Regions from separate parts of the Zea mays genome. Here regions 2 and 3 are each linked to region 1. The links are chromatin contacts, called in public Hi-C maps. All regions are on one chromosome and are shown on one strand. Each heading gives the region's core, a stretch centred on a gene start, on an enhancer-like site or on the middle of the called end of the contact. The rest is flanking DNA. Distances are from core to core; before and after follow the strand shown.

Region 1 (4,914 bases), core at 955-3,454:
TCAAATCTCTTGATTTATGGTGGTTGTGTGGACGTGGTGGCTGTTGGTTGAGATTGAATCAACGTTTATGCTGTATCTAACACAATTTTATGTTCAAACTTTAGGATTTTTACGATAATGAATTTAACGCATCAGAGTTGTCAACGTGTATCACGTTGGCTCGGTATTTACGGTCAAACTAAAAAGTTTTACGCTACACACTGAAGCATTTTACGCTCGAACCGGGAGTGCGTCCACCATGTACCACATGCATAATTTTTCATGAGCATGGTGAAAAAGGAAATCGCTTGATTTATGGTGTTCGTGTCTACCATAAAAATCAAATTTCCTAATCAACTCAAGTATTAAATCCACCTAATCAAATCCTTTGATTTATGGTGGTTGTATGGACGCGGGTTTGTTGTTGTGAGTGAATCAACATTTATGTTATATCAGACATTATTTACGCTCAAACTTGAGACTTTTTGTGCTCAAATCTAGGTTGTGCCCACACAGTGTCCCACATGTAAATTTTTCGCATGCACAACTATTTTTGGATCTGCCATAATTTTTTGATCTGAAACCACACCTGTCATAAAAATCGAAAAATGCATGCACGTCTGGTGGGTGACGATTGTATCTTTCATAAAAACAGGACCCTGAATGTGAGGTGACGAAAAACAATATTTTATGTTACGTCTGACACAATTTTACGCTCAAATCTGACATTGCGTCCATAACTGCCATAAAAACATATCCCTAAAATAACGCGCCCGCGTGATTTGGATGTGATATGTATGGTGGTGGGGCCGCACGCGGGCGTGGGTCCTAGGGGAGGGAGTCGACTAGAGCTTCCTATAACTATTTAAATCACTGGGCTCCAAATAACCATATATATATATAATCCATTGCGGGTACATAGATTTGCAGGTATGGTATAACATTTTCATACTCATCGGGTTGAGAATCAAACTCGTACCAGTGGGTACAAACTCACACAAAAACCCGCACTCTATAGGGTTTTTACCTGCGAGCATGTGGGGTAAAATATGCTCGTTGCCATCCCTATTCTAGGTATATGATGTAGGGCGGACGAAGCTGATCTGTCGTTGAAGCAGTACAAAACGAAGGACAGGTGAAACTAGCCTTCGGGACAGAAGCTTCGTCTGTAAAAGTGTGTAGCGAAAGTGCGGACTGAAAATCACCAACTTTGATGTGAGGTATGCTTCGAGTACGAAGTCTTAAAGACAAAGAAGATGAAGTCTTGAGCGGCAAGAACGAAAAAATAAAAGAAAGTGTTGACCTTATGTCATCGATAGATGAACATATAATATATGAAACCGTTTATCTCTCCTATAAATAGATGAACGGTATCATGTATAAATTCACTTTTTTGGGGAGTCTTAGATTCGTTTTGCTTAGCCTTCGGAGGTGAAGATATGTATGTAACTTCATTTGATACGAAGGAAGAAAGAAAGAATAAAAATGTTAAGGTATACGAGATGAGTCATGTACTTTATCACTTATTTTCATAACATATAATGTTACTTCGTTCATATTTCTTTTTATAAGAACCTTCGTCCATCTGTTCTAATGTTTATAACTTGTGTTGCCTTGTTTTCTTATGACATGTAGCAATCGAAAATTGACGTGAAGCAAGCCAGGATGGACGTGTGGGTTTTAGGATGAAAACGATAATCCGAACTGTTAGAACAAATTTAATATTTTAAAATAGATATGCATAAAATTTAATGTTGATCTTTTCTTATATTATCAAGCACATTAATACACATATGAATAAAATATTACACAAATTGTTTTATGTATTATTTGCTCCCTACAACACGAAACGTTGAAAAAATTACCGAATTTATTTCCGAATCCATACCGAAGTTTATATCTATTATTTGAGAAAATATAGGATGAATTTGAGGTTTACCTTTTATGAATCTTTACAAGCTGGATGTTAAAAACAAGAATACAAATTTGTATTGTAGATTATATGTCCTATTTATTCGCAATCAAAGAAAAACGACTAAAAAACTGATTACCGAATAAATACCGTTTCCGACCGTTTTCATCCCTACTGGGTTTTGCCATGACAAGCATGAAGCATCATCAGCAACCGCCCCCCCCCCCCCCCCCCCCCCCCCCCCCCCCCCCCCCGCGGCGCCTGATGACTTGGTTTTAATGGGCGCGTAAAAGTTCACGCCCAGCCGCGGCCTCGCCTGGGCTGCAGGTCCATCCGGGTCCGATGCAGCACGCGCCACCCCACCCTTCGTCTCCAGTCTCCACTCGACCACTCCTACCTCCGCTTTCCTCCCCCCTCCGTTTCTTGACCCATGCATGCCCGCGTTCTCCGCCGCCGACGTGCCATAAACACGCTTGGTTGGAATTGGATCACCTGTAATCGTGCTTGCCACCTATAAATGCCTTCCATAAACCGGCTATGCTCAGCCCTATAAGTATATTATACTGTAATAATGACGGTAGCTCACAGCAATTCACTTCCCCATTTGCGCCAAATTTCCTCCTCGTCGTTCCTTCATCACCCCTCCTGGCCTGACCGCCTGAGCTGAGCCAGAGGCCTCGGTCGGCCGCAAGGCCGACGATGCCGCCGCCGTACATGCTTCTGCTCTTCGTCCCGGCCGTCTTCGTCTTCTTCCTGGAGCCGCGCCTCGTCCCGCCCCGCACGCTCCCGGCGATCCCGGACGCCGACGAGGCGGAGGACCTGGCGCTGTTCCGCCGCGCCGTGCTCCTCTCCTCCTCCTCCTCCTCCTCCGCCCACCGGCAAACGAAGCAGAAGGTGGCGTTCCTGTTCCTGACCAACTCGGGCCTCGCCTTCGCGCCGCTCTGGGAGAAGTACTTCGCGGGGAACCACGGCCTGCTCAACATCTACGTCCACGCGGACCCATCCACCCCGCTCAGCCTCCCGCCCTCCGCGCGCTCCTTCCACGGCCGCGTGGTGCGGGGCAGCAAGGCCACGCAGCGGGCCTCCGCCACGCTCATCTCCGCCGCGCGCCGCCTCATCGCCGCCGCGCTGCTCGACGACCCGGCCAACCGCTTCTTCGCGCTGCTATCCCAGTCCTGCGTCCCGCTACGCCCTTTTCCCGCCCTCCACCGCGCGCTCGCCGCCGACCCCAATCACCGCAGCTTCATCGAGGTCCTCGGCGCCGCGCCCACGCTGCGCGACCGGTACAGCGCGCGCGGCGACGGCGCCATGGTCCCCGAGGTTCCGTTCGAGAGCTTCCGCGTCGGGTCCCAGTTCTTCGTGCTCGCCAGACGGCACGCCGTGGCGGTGGTCGGGGACAGGCGGCTGTGGGGCAAGTTCCGGCTGCCCTGCCTCGTCGAGAGGCGGCGCTCGTGCTACCCGGAGGAGCACTACTTCCCGACGCTGCTGGACATGCTGGACCCCGCCGGGTGCGCCGGGTTCTCGCTCACCAGCGTCAACTGGACCGGCTCCTTCGACGGCCACCCGCGCACGTACCGGCCGGAGGAGGTGTCCGCCGACCTCATCAGGGACCTCAGGAGGCCGAAGTCCAACGGCACGTACTCACACATGTTCGCGCGCAAGTTCGCGCCTGGGTGCCTCGCGCCGCTCATGGAGATCGCCGACTCTGTCATCCTCCGTGACTAGCTAGCTACCTACTAGGCTACTAGGCCGCTTGCTTCCGTTTGCATTGCACGACTGCGGCAGAGGTAAATAATAATGTTTATTTTCTCTTCCAAGTTTCGTTAGCCTGATTTCAGAAACAGGTGGCCATCTGCAAGCACTGGTGACGGGCCCATCGTTGGACGATTCCCGAGCCCAGAGATATACTCAGCCCACACGTGACACAGTGAGATAATGCAGCCCATTTCAAAGCCCGCGTGAAGTCCGCTGAAACTATTCTCTTTCTTTTTTATGACACACAGACAGAGAGAAAGAGGGGGTGGATAATCCACTGAACCCTGGAGCTGAAGCCTTCCGTTAACCTCGCTCCCAAACAAATCCTAACGGCATATTTGGTTGCAACTGTTGAGAACTACGTTACCACGGATCACCAGATCCGCTCCCTTCCCTCCCGTCAGCAGTAGAGGCGCAAGAAGTTGTAGAGTACCCGTCTCCCTTCCCATAAGCACGACAAAAGAAACACACGAGACACAGGATATAGGGTTGGGCCTCTGGCCTCTTTCTCTTCTCTATCATATGAAGGAGTGTACAGGTTCCTTATATAGAGATGTGAGACCCCTCAGGGGCAAAGTCGGTATTTGCCCATATAACCCTAACTAGGTTTACTTAACACTCCCCCTTGGGCGAATACCGCGACCAACACATGACTCTTTAAAACTCCCAAAAACCCAGTGGGAAAAATATGGAGAAAGAGTACATGGTGACGCAAATTGCATTTGCACTTTGTTGCCTCATTAAAAACCTTATGTGAGAAACTTCAGAAAAACTCACTAAGGAAAAAAGAGTACAACAAATGTCATCAGAACAAATTTCGATCTTCTGGATCAGGATTCCATCGAATCTTCTACAAGGGCTAAATTTAGAAATGTGCTCCCCCTGATCCTTGGAAAAACGTATCAATATGGCACAACATCTTCTTCTGGAAGTATACGCACATAGAGTTTTAGCAAACGGATTGCATACTGTTGCAAGGATTATTTCAGGAACTCCACCTCTACTCACTTCTAGGATATACGAGGTAAGTACACGTATTAACATAAACAAGCCACTTTGACTGATGGTGTTCGATCGACTGGATCTTTATATTTCATAGAAACTTCCATAAAGGTTCACATATTGATCATCAAGCTGATGCCTTCAGGGTATAGAATATGACATTTATTGTCTCACGATTGTGATCAATATAAGCATTCGCTCCCCCTGACGATGACATCCGTCTAAGTCGTTATCCCTCATAACTCAAGCATACTCTTCAAGATATA
Region 2 (4,914 bases), core at 1,400-3,899, 240 kb before region 1:
ATCATTTGGCAAAATGGCTTATAGGTTGTTTTTCAGAAAGACCCTTGTATAGTTTTTCTGAAAAATCTCTCCTGTACGTGGCTAGGGATTGAGGGCAGGACCAAAAAAATAATTTGGACTGGTGGGAGGGCTATTGTGCAAAAATGACGTGAGCTGAAGCCGGGTGAGCCACTTTTTTTGGCTCATGCCCTCTAGTTTATTTTGGAAAAGCACTTCACTGGTGAAGCCATTTGAAAAAGAGGTGTTTGGCACAACTTTTGCCTGAGCCAGAGCCGAAGCTGAAAAATAAGCCTTACCAAAGGGGCCCTTACAATTAATTTAACCGTTCGAATAATTATCTACTCCTTCCTACTCTACGCAAGCTATCTACAGGCTACAGCAACGAAAAGAAAAAAAGAACGGTGGCCTAAGAAAATGGTCGCTACAAACAAACCTTCGACGAACATATTTTCAGCTTTTTTGTTGGGGGTTTGAAGTTTTCCGCGGGATTAAATGGAAAGGGTGACCGCCATGTTATGCTCTAAGACCAGAGATTCCAAGGTGATTTAGGCGCTGCATATAGCTTAAATAAGTTAAGGGACAAACAAACAACATATATTATCAGTGGATTATATAATCTAGATACCTAGATTATGATAATCCATAAGCAGATCATTAGATGCTTATGTAATCTATAAGTTAGATTATATAATTCTGGAAGAAAACAGACAGGGCCGACAGGGCCTTACGCCACATGTTTGCCCTTACACAAGATAAAGAGAGAGAGAGAGAAAAATACATCTGAAATGACCACCTGTAGCTGCTAAGACGCCGACACTAATGACTAATCCTCTGAACACGGGCACTCTCCAGGAAAACGTAGCCGCAATACTGCAAGGCTTGGTCGCTCGCTTCCTGCAAATGGCTAGAGCAGTCCGATGACAATCAGCTCCTGCTCTCAGTAGTCTGTGCTGAAGTTAGAGAGGCCGAGGATGTCGTCGACGCTGCGAGGTCCCTGGTGCACTGCGACACGAACGGCTTCAGCTGCAATCGCCCACACATGGCATCCGGTTCATGGCGAGGACTGGACCTCAACCTCGTCCTTAGCCAACGTAACAGGTTGTGATGCTGTCTAAACTCTGAAGTCGTGAAAGTGTGAAGTGTGGACCAGAAAAAAAGGGGCCAGTTACCTTGAAATGAGTCATTGTCAGGAACTGCGAACCTTGGCAGCTTTTCATCGACAACCACGTATCCGCCTGGAAAAGAATGCGGACTTGCTCACTAGCGCCGATAAGAAAGGGTTGGATGGACCGAGGTTATGGTATTAGAATCTTCTGGTGATTATAGTATGGAAGTGAATGAAGATATTGACTCGATAATTTAGAGCGGCGAATGGCTTCTTCCAGGAGCTCTACAGCTACCAATTGTAGTGGGTACAAGGAAAAGATAATAACATGTATACAACCATACACCACATATGCAGCAGGCAGGGCGTATCCTGTGCAATCACTCATTTCGATACAAGTGTGCAATCAAACCATCGAGAACGGGAAGAGGTTAATGCAAAAATAACTAGCAGGTTTTAGGTGCAATCGAACCGTCAACAGTTTCATAGGAAACAGGTTGGGCCTTGTTCCTTTCATCCCAAAACCATGAGGATTGAGGGGGCATTTGGATGGATTTTGATTAGCAGTGGATTTATTACCCCTCAATTCATATGGATTTAAAATAAAACAAACATGCCCTAAGACGTGAAACCATGTGGATTGGATGGTATTAAGTCGGTTTAAATCCATAACAAGTCAAAATCCATCCCAACACCCACCCAATCCACTCCAATCCACATGAGGGCTTGTTCGTTTCACCATTGAACCATGTGAATTGAGTGATATTGAGTCAGTTTAAATCCATAACAAGTCAAAATCCATCCAAACCCATTCACATAGCATTAGAATAACCGAACTAACACCTAAAACGAAAATAACCGAACATGCCCTTAAATGTAAAATAGCTAGCAGGTTTTAGATGCAATCAACCAAACTGATTGATTGCACAGGATATTTCACCCCTATACTGATCTACGTGTCAAAGGACAGGAGACAGCTAACCTGGTGTAGGCGAATAAAGAACGGGCTTAAAAATATTACGTGGTGTAACTACAAACACCGGAGGAGGTTTTGCTAACATTTCCCCAATACTAGTGGACACCATGACTGAACCGGCTTAGTAGAATTTTGACTGACGCCATTTTCGGCGGTTGGCTGGTACCGTGGTACGACGATCGCCTGTCCTGCAGGGCAAGGCCGGAACAGCTAGACCTAGACCACTGGATGGCGAAACGCTTACCTTTGCGCGTGTGGAACCCGGTGGGCTTGCAGTTCTTGCCCTTGTAGTAGTCCCGCGGCGCCCGCTTGGAGGAGAGGATGTCGAGCGAGGACGGCCGCTTCTGCCGCATAGCCCGCCCCAGCGACCCCAGCGTCAGCCCCAGAGGCATCGTCCGACGCCGCGGCGAGCGAACGAGGAAAACGCCTAAGCCTTCCTCGTAGGTTCCTGCACAGCCGGGGGAGACCGGATCAGCGCGTGGCGGCGGAGTTCGGCTGCGGGGGCGCGAGGAGAAGGGGAGGGGACGTACCGGACAACTTTTTTTTTCTGTATTTTAGATCTTTTTGTGTTTTTTCTAACTATGTTTTATTTCAAAAAATGGATCCTTACCTCTCTGTCGTCATCATTGGCGTCTAGTTTCTATGTGTCGGTGCCAATTTTTTTGGCGTGCATGTCAGATTAAGGGTTACGGTGGAACTGACGTGACGTGTACATCGACGTCGTAGATCTCGGCGCCAAGTCAACCGTCAGTTTTTGTACTCATTTCTATTTTTCGAAATGAGAGACATCAACCTAAATTGTAGGATGTCTACACGTGATAAACCTGCTAAACAAAGGTAAGCATTGTATTAAAACATATTTTGTGAGTATATTATATTTGTGATTGTTATAGATCTTATCGAAATTTAAGGGTCCTTTGACCGAACTGCCTTCGACCCGCTGCCTTTGCCAACTGGTGTTCTAATGCCTATGTACTTTTGTAGTGATCCTTGCAAGGTTGACAAGTCTGAGGATCATGACACCTATCGACAGAGGTATTGGATGTGTGCTAACTATACATTTGAGTCAATGATTGTTCAGCGCCGAATGAATTTAACGGTGAGAATAGTCTTTTAATATGTTAACAATTTGAAAACTCGAAGTGGTGCATGTTTTCTTTGCCTACTAATTATTGCATGTTTTATAGACTCCTCCACCGCTTTGTGATTTTGAGCAGTGGATTGACACAGAAATCTCACAGAAAGACAAGAAGTGGTTGGAGAATCTTAAAAAGTGGGATGCAAAGGACAAATAGAGGATGAAGAAAAGACGAGAGGAGCTTGCTGTCGAACAACAATGGAAAGACGAGCAGGAAATGAGGCGTGTTGCTGAATGCAGGGAAGAGAAGGAGAAGAAGCTTGAGCGTGCACGTCGTGCAAAGGAAGCAATGGAGAAGAACCCTGATGCATTTCGCAAGGGCAAATGGCCCCGTTGCACTCAGCAGTCTAGGTGCTTATTTGATATTATGTAGTAATGAACTTCTTATTCTATATTATTTAATGTCGAACAATGTTATTTGGTAATGAACTACTTTAAAATTGATGAAGACGACTTAAAAAAGCAATTGGTGAACAATTATGGATTTAAATTGGACTTTAAAAGCAATTGTTGAAGACGACTTAAAGCAATTGATAAAGAAAATCAACACGCTTAAAGCAATTGATACAGAAGAGTTCTCTAGTAGTGCTCCCACATTCCAAATTGTGTGGACTCTTCTCCATAATATCCTCTCATTGTTGTTGTCTGTTGTGGCTGCGGTGGAGACGTTGGAGGACCAACATTCTTGTTGTGACAAGGGCAACAACAATATGGATCTGAGCATACCTGCACCTGTGAACCACCTCCATTGTTGTTATTTCTTTCTTCCTCGTCATTTATGTTGCTTACTTCTCTCTTTAGATCAAATATCCTATTCTGTAGGTAGGATATGTATTCCGCATGCGAAAAAATCGGACAAGGATCTACCCAATGAGTGAACCCACAATTCTCCTTGACCAATAAATGTTGCATAAATGTTTATAGTTAGGTTCACTCAACAACAAAATCATATAGAACAAAGGATTAGAATTAATTTTTACATATGCATAAGGACATCTGAAGAAACACCGGCCTCCATCAATTCCCCCCTCGACGAACATCTGCACCAAGCAATCCTCACCATACATGCACTTTGGCCAATCTTCTCTCCTATTATCGTAGGACTTGAGTCTAACCTCTTTGTTGAAATCTCTTTTACTTTGAACTAGAAAGTTAAAAACTGCCTCTTCAAAAAAAATCTGGACCAAGAGGGCCATCGAAACACATTGGAGGTAACTTCCCTCCATCCTTTCGTCTCTCATTTCCCACACCCTTGCCCCTAGAAGACCCTGAAGACATTTGTATTGCACAATGAAGCAAATGTACAAAGGATCGTGTATATATAGGCGAAAGGATAGGTAGTGTAATGGATTCTGAAAAAGGTTATGTACAGGCTATGAATAGGCTACAAGTCACACTCTGAAAAGGCTATGTATAGGTTCTGAAAAGTCTAGATGTAACAGCGACAACGTACGATCTTATTGCTCCTGAGAAGGCTACGAAATGGATCTGAAAAGGCTACATGTGATACTCATAATATAGGATATTGATGCTTCTGAAAAGGCTATGTAAAAGCTCTGAAAAGGCTATATGTAACAGTGACATTGTAGGATATTATTGCTCCTGAAAAGGCTACGAAATGGATCTGAAAAGGCTAGATGTCATACTTATAATATATGATATTGATGCTTCTGAAAAGGCTATGTAATAGTTCTA
Region 3 (4,914 bases), core at 1,045-3,544, 160 kb before region 1:
ACAGTCCGGTGTGACCAACCGACCGTTGGCACGGGCCACACGTCGCCCGCTAATTGCGCTGCCGACCGTTGGCCGAGGGCGCCGTTGACTCACCAGACAGTCCGGTGATTTTTAGACGTGGCACCTTCGCTTTTTCTCGAGAGCGACGAGTTTGTCGGCGGGCCAGCCTGGGCACCGAACACTGTCCGGTGCACACTGGACAATCCGGTGTGACCAACCGACCGTTGGCGCGGGCCACGTGTCGCCCGCTGATTGCGCTGCCGACCGTTGGCCGAGGGCGTTGTTGACTCACCGAACAGTCCGGTGATTTTTAGACGCGGCGCCTTCGCTTTTTCTCGAGAGCGACGAGTTTGTCGGCGGGCCAGCCTAGGCACCGGACACTGTCCGGTGCACCACAGGCTGGTGCTGGTTTGGCTGAACTCAGCCAAACCTTCTCCAATTCATTTCCACTTTTCTTGGCAGTGTTCCTAGCACTTAGAGAGATATGTTAGTATCCAAAAACAATTTACTAGAGCTAGAAACATACCTTGATTCTTGATTTGCACTTCTCAACCACTTAGCACATATGAACTAAAACAATATGTGTTGGGCATCTAATCACCAAAACATTTATAGAAAGGCAATTTCCCTTTCAATATCCCTCTTTTTGGTGATTTATGCCAACACATTAAAAAGCAACTAAAAGTGCAACATCATTCTCAAAAGTGCAGATTTGAAGACCAAATTTTCTCACTCGAGATTTGGCATATTTGGATCACTTTTGCCACCACTTGGTTTGTTTTCGCAAATCAATTTCTTTTTCCTATCTATAAGTCAAACACACTTGTTCGGGCAAATAGAGAGATGTTTCAAGAGTAATTTTGATCAAGTGGCAAAAACTCTCCCTTTTCCCATAATCAAAATTCTCCCTCATAAGAGACCAAATTTTGCAATAAGAGTATTGTAAAGCCCTAAAATTTGTACCAATATATATATATATATATATATATATTGATGTGTTAGTATTTTATTGATTTTTGGAAACCCTTGGAGATTAATTGATTTTCCCCTCTTTACATATTTAAAAATGTAATTAAGGTAGTCAAATAACAAATAAATAAATACAAAAATTGCATTTCATGTTGAAGTTATTGTATTGTTGCACTTTTTATTCCCAGTTGTGAGACAAGCTTAAGTTAGAAAACCAGAATTTAAAAATAGAAATAGAAAAGAAAAGAGAAGAAAAGGAAAAGAATATATACTATAAAAATAAAATATATAGATATAAATAAATAAATACATAATAGGCGTTATCTTCATTTTTAATGGATAATTGGAAAGCTTAAGTTCAAACAAAATTTAAATTTGAAATTGGAACCAAATTGAATTTTGGAAATGAATAAAAAAAAGGAAAAATAGAGAAGAATGAAGAACTCCTAATCGCGCTTGGGCCAATAACCCTTGCGTGGCCCATCTCTCTGATTCCCTTCACACTTAAACTGTGGCCCAGACAGACTTTACCACGGGGCGACCCATATAGGCATGTGTGTGCGGCTGTCCGGTGGGACCCGCTCGCCATCCTCATTGCACGCTCTTGTTTCCACGCTCGAAGCCACTAACACATGGACCCCTCGTGCAGTCTCTTGGATGCCGTTTGCGCCACAGGATCACGCCGCGTATGACGTGTGGGGCCCCTATGGCAGCCGTCTTCCTCAACAAACCCCGACGCTGCTCCATGAACCTCGGCAAGTCCGGCATCATCGCCAACACCTCTTCAGCTCGGACTTCGCCTCCGTGGCCTATAAATCCAAGGACCTAATACCCATGGCCAATCCCCAAAGCAGCGTCCACACCAGCACCGCCGGCACTGTGAGGAGGAAAGTCTGTGTTGCGAAGTGGGTTGGCCGCCGCGGTCGACCTCTGCACGCTTGAATGCTCCTCCCTCGTTTTTGGGGCTCGGTGTCCAGCACGGTCGGATCGCCAGGCCAGGCGGAGACTCCGGTATCATCAGCTGGGCACACAATCGACCGATGTGTGGGCAATTTCTTACTGGAGTGAGTAGATTGCCTCCACGCCGCTGTGCTCCATGGATAGGGCTCCCCGCGCGGGCGATTCATGGTATGTTACCCGCTGTCTGATTCACGATGTCACCCGCTTCCTTTTACCCTAGTCAGTTTCGAGTTTCGGGGCCTTGTGGCATGTGGTTGGCGATGCTGGCCATGGTCGCTGCCGTGCATGAGCGCCGTCGCGGGGCGAGGGCGTTGCCGCCGTTCTCGGAGTCGATAGGGGAAAAGGAGAAAGGTTGTGGACCGAGCGATCGCGGTTGGACGACTACGATTAAACCCAGGTGTACCGGTTCGGGGTCGCGTTGGGGCCGTTGGATCTAAATCCGGTGGCTCGAGCGCGATCTCGGTTTATTTAAAATCGTGGCCATAGATCTCCAATCCGACGACTACGATCGCCTACCGGTTCAGCGCGTATGCGGATTTCATCCGAGCCCTCCATCTCAGATCTCATGGTCCAGATTTGGACATACCCCTTCGCCGAGCCAAATTGCAAAAGAGCCCCTCGGCTTTTCCTAAACTAACCTGCTATCCACGCGGGGTGAATATGAGTATGGGGAGACTTGCGGGTTAGCCCCTGCAGTTTCTGATAATAATGCGCCCAGTCCAGTGAGTAGTGATATTAGATAATAAATTTTGGAAAATGATTTTTAATACAAACAGAATGCTAGAAACTTGTATAATTCATAGAAAATTCATATTAAGTCTAAATTGATCCATTCCAGTTTCTATAATTTTGTAATATTATTGTTTATCAACTAGTGTCTCTATTTTGACATGAAAACCATATTAAAATTAATCTCCTAATTAATCTTGTACCTAGCACCTCGAACTTTTGGAAATTCATAACTTGAAATCCATAACTCCAAAATTAATGATTCATGTTCCTATGATCTTATTTTAGTATGTAGATTATTAATATGTATTTTGTTCTTATGTTTGGTGTGATGTTAATTTTGCCCATACCATGTTTGTTTGTATTGCTACGACTAGCGCGAGGTCACGAGTCAACTGAAAAGCAAGTTGGTACCTGGAATCTCAAGTCCCAGGAAAGTTGTGCCCTTGATCACTTCTTATTACCCAATCATGTTCTTATTAATCATAATGATCTGCATAGGTTAATTTCGATGGGACCCAATAGGTTACCCTAGTTTGACTATCTTTATACCTTGTTCAGCACTGAATTTTTGGGTAGTACCTGCTATTGCTTTATGTGGTTTTGGGTATAGAGATACACATTATTCATGATTATACTTTTACTATCAGTTGTTATTTACTATTCATGTTAAGATCATTATGTTAATTGGAACATGAGGCGACCATCCGGGAAAACAGTGCTACCACAAGGGTGGTATGGGACGCCCTTGGCTGACTAATTAGGAAAGCTAGTGGAAGACTACCTTACCCGAAAGGGGCAAGGGCAGTAGGGGAGTGGTCAGTGTAGGGAGGCCCTTGGGTTGATTTTGCTGCGATGGCGGTCAGGCGAGGGGTCCCTGCATTGGAGCTTCCTATAAACTGTAGCGGGTTTTCTGAAGCTAGTGGAACTTTATAAAGGCCTCGTAGTGTTACCCTGCCTCGCCTCCTAGGTAGAGGTGTATGGGAGTCGCTATCCCTTGGCAGATGGGTAACATGACTTGTGGGTAAAGATGTGCAACCTCTGTAGAGTGTAAACTGGTATATCAGCCGTGCTCACGATCATGAGCAGCTTGGACCCTCACATGATTAATTTATGGAATTAAATTCAATTTGTCATATGCATTGCATCGCCGGTGTTATTATCACTTTTGTTCTACTACTTAATTGGGTTGGTATTTACTTATACTTAGTAATTGCTAATAAAAATTTGACCAACTTTAAAAGCAATGCTCAGCTCTAACCATCCTCTTTGGTAAGCCTTACACTTCATGTGAACTCCCACCTTTGGCGAGTTCATGCACATTATTCCCCACAACTTGTTGAGCTATGAACGTATGTGAGCTCACTCTTGCTTTCTCACACCCTCCCATAGGTTAAGAACAGGTACTGCAGGATGAGGCGCTTGAGAGGTATAGGCCGTCGTCTCCTAGTCAACTTTGGGTTGCTGGAACGTTGTCTCCTTATAATGTAATTATTTATTTATTTTGTATAGAACTCCTATTATATAGTAAAGATGTGACATTCGATCATGTGCCATGATTCATCATATGTGTGAGACTTGGTCCCAGCATACTTGGTGATTATGTTCGCGCCCGGGTCTTGGTGCCCCGAAACCTGGGTGTGACATAAGTGGTATCAGAGGAATGTTGACTGTAAGATGAAACCTAGATAGAACTGGACAACCCTTACTTACGTACCTCTGCTACTCTGATTCTTTCTAAACTCTTCTTAATCTTTTCTCATCTATTTCCGCTTTACTCTGATTATTCTTACCTTTTCACTTCTAAAGGCAAATGTGGATTTCACACTTTGAAATCTTGTACCTAAAGTGACCTTTAGGAATAGGAAACCTACTCTTAGAACAAAAACAGAACTATTTTTTAGGTATCTATACGTTTGAGTGTTTGTTCTTATGATACTTGTCTGATTTGGATCTTTGATTGAGTGCGATGAGTTGTGGAGTAATGTCCACAATTACATCTGCATATACCTATAGGCATAAATATAAATAAATAAAATTCATAAGATAACCAAACAACCTAGATTATACTCCATTAAAATGTATATATTTTAATAGATTCACCTTATCTTAACAAACTCTCTCTTATCTTAATAGATCCATCTTATCTCAAAAGATCCTAACTTATCCTAATATATATCTAGCTTAATAGATCCATCTTATCTTAAAAGATACTGAAAGTCGCCTAGAGGGGGGTGAATAGGCAAATCTGAAATT

The links. A called contact is a pair of places that touch in the nucleus more often than the background predicts.
Region 2: a contact with region 1 is called in a Hi-C map of tassel, with 4 times the contacts expected there. The contact joins the promoter of LOC100278182 here to the promoter of LOC103640618 in region 1. A contact is called at or near these places in 2 of 25 Hi-C or Micro-C datasets (ear and tassel).
Region 3: a Hi-C map of leaf shows a contact between it and region 1, with 4 times the contacts expected there. The contact joins the enhancer-like site here to the promoter of LOC103640618 in region 1.

What each region holds. Positions count from the first base shown.
Region 1 is chr1:179,120,520-179,125,433 of Zm-B73-REFERENCE-NAM-5.0, reverse strand. LOC103640618 (Core-2/I-branching beta-16-N-acetylglucosaminyltransferase family protein) reads left to right here and starts at 2,204. Exons shown (of 1, transcript XM_008664034.3): 1 at 2,204-3,708. The coding sequence starts at 2,591. The coding sequence ends at 3,616.
Region 2 is chr1:179,363,517-179,368,430 of Zm-B73-REFERENCE-NAM-5.0, reverse strand. LOC100278182 (Mitochondrial ribosomal protein L27) reads right to left here and starts at 2,649. Exons shown (of 4, transcript NM_001151541.2): 1 at 2,612-2,649; 2 at 2,326-2,529; 3 at 1,170-1,235; 4 at 668-1,002. The coding sequence starts at 2,473. The coding sequence ends at 938.
Region 3 is chr1:179,277,496-179,282,409 of Zm-B73-REFERENCE-NAM-5.0, reverse strand. No RefSeq gene overlaps it. Among protein-coding and RNA genes, the nearest start is that of LOC100282669, 17 kb to the left of the region's middle. Within about 2 kb of position 2,294, at least 17 of the 20 cell types and tissues checked have an H3K27ac peak or open chromatin away from gene starts, as enhancers often do. A contact at or near this core is called in leaf, where this site is marked.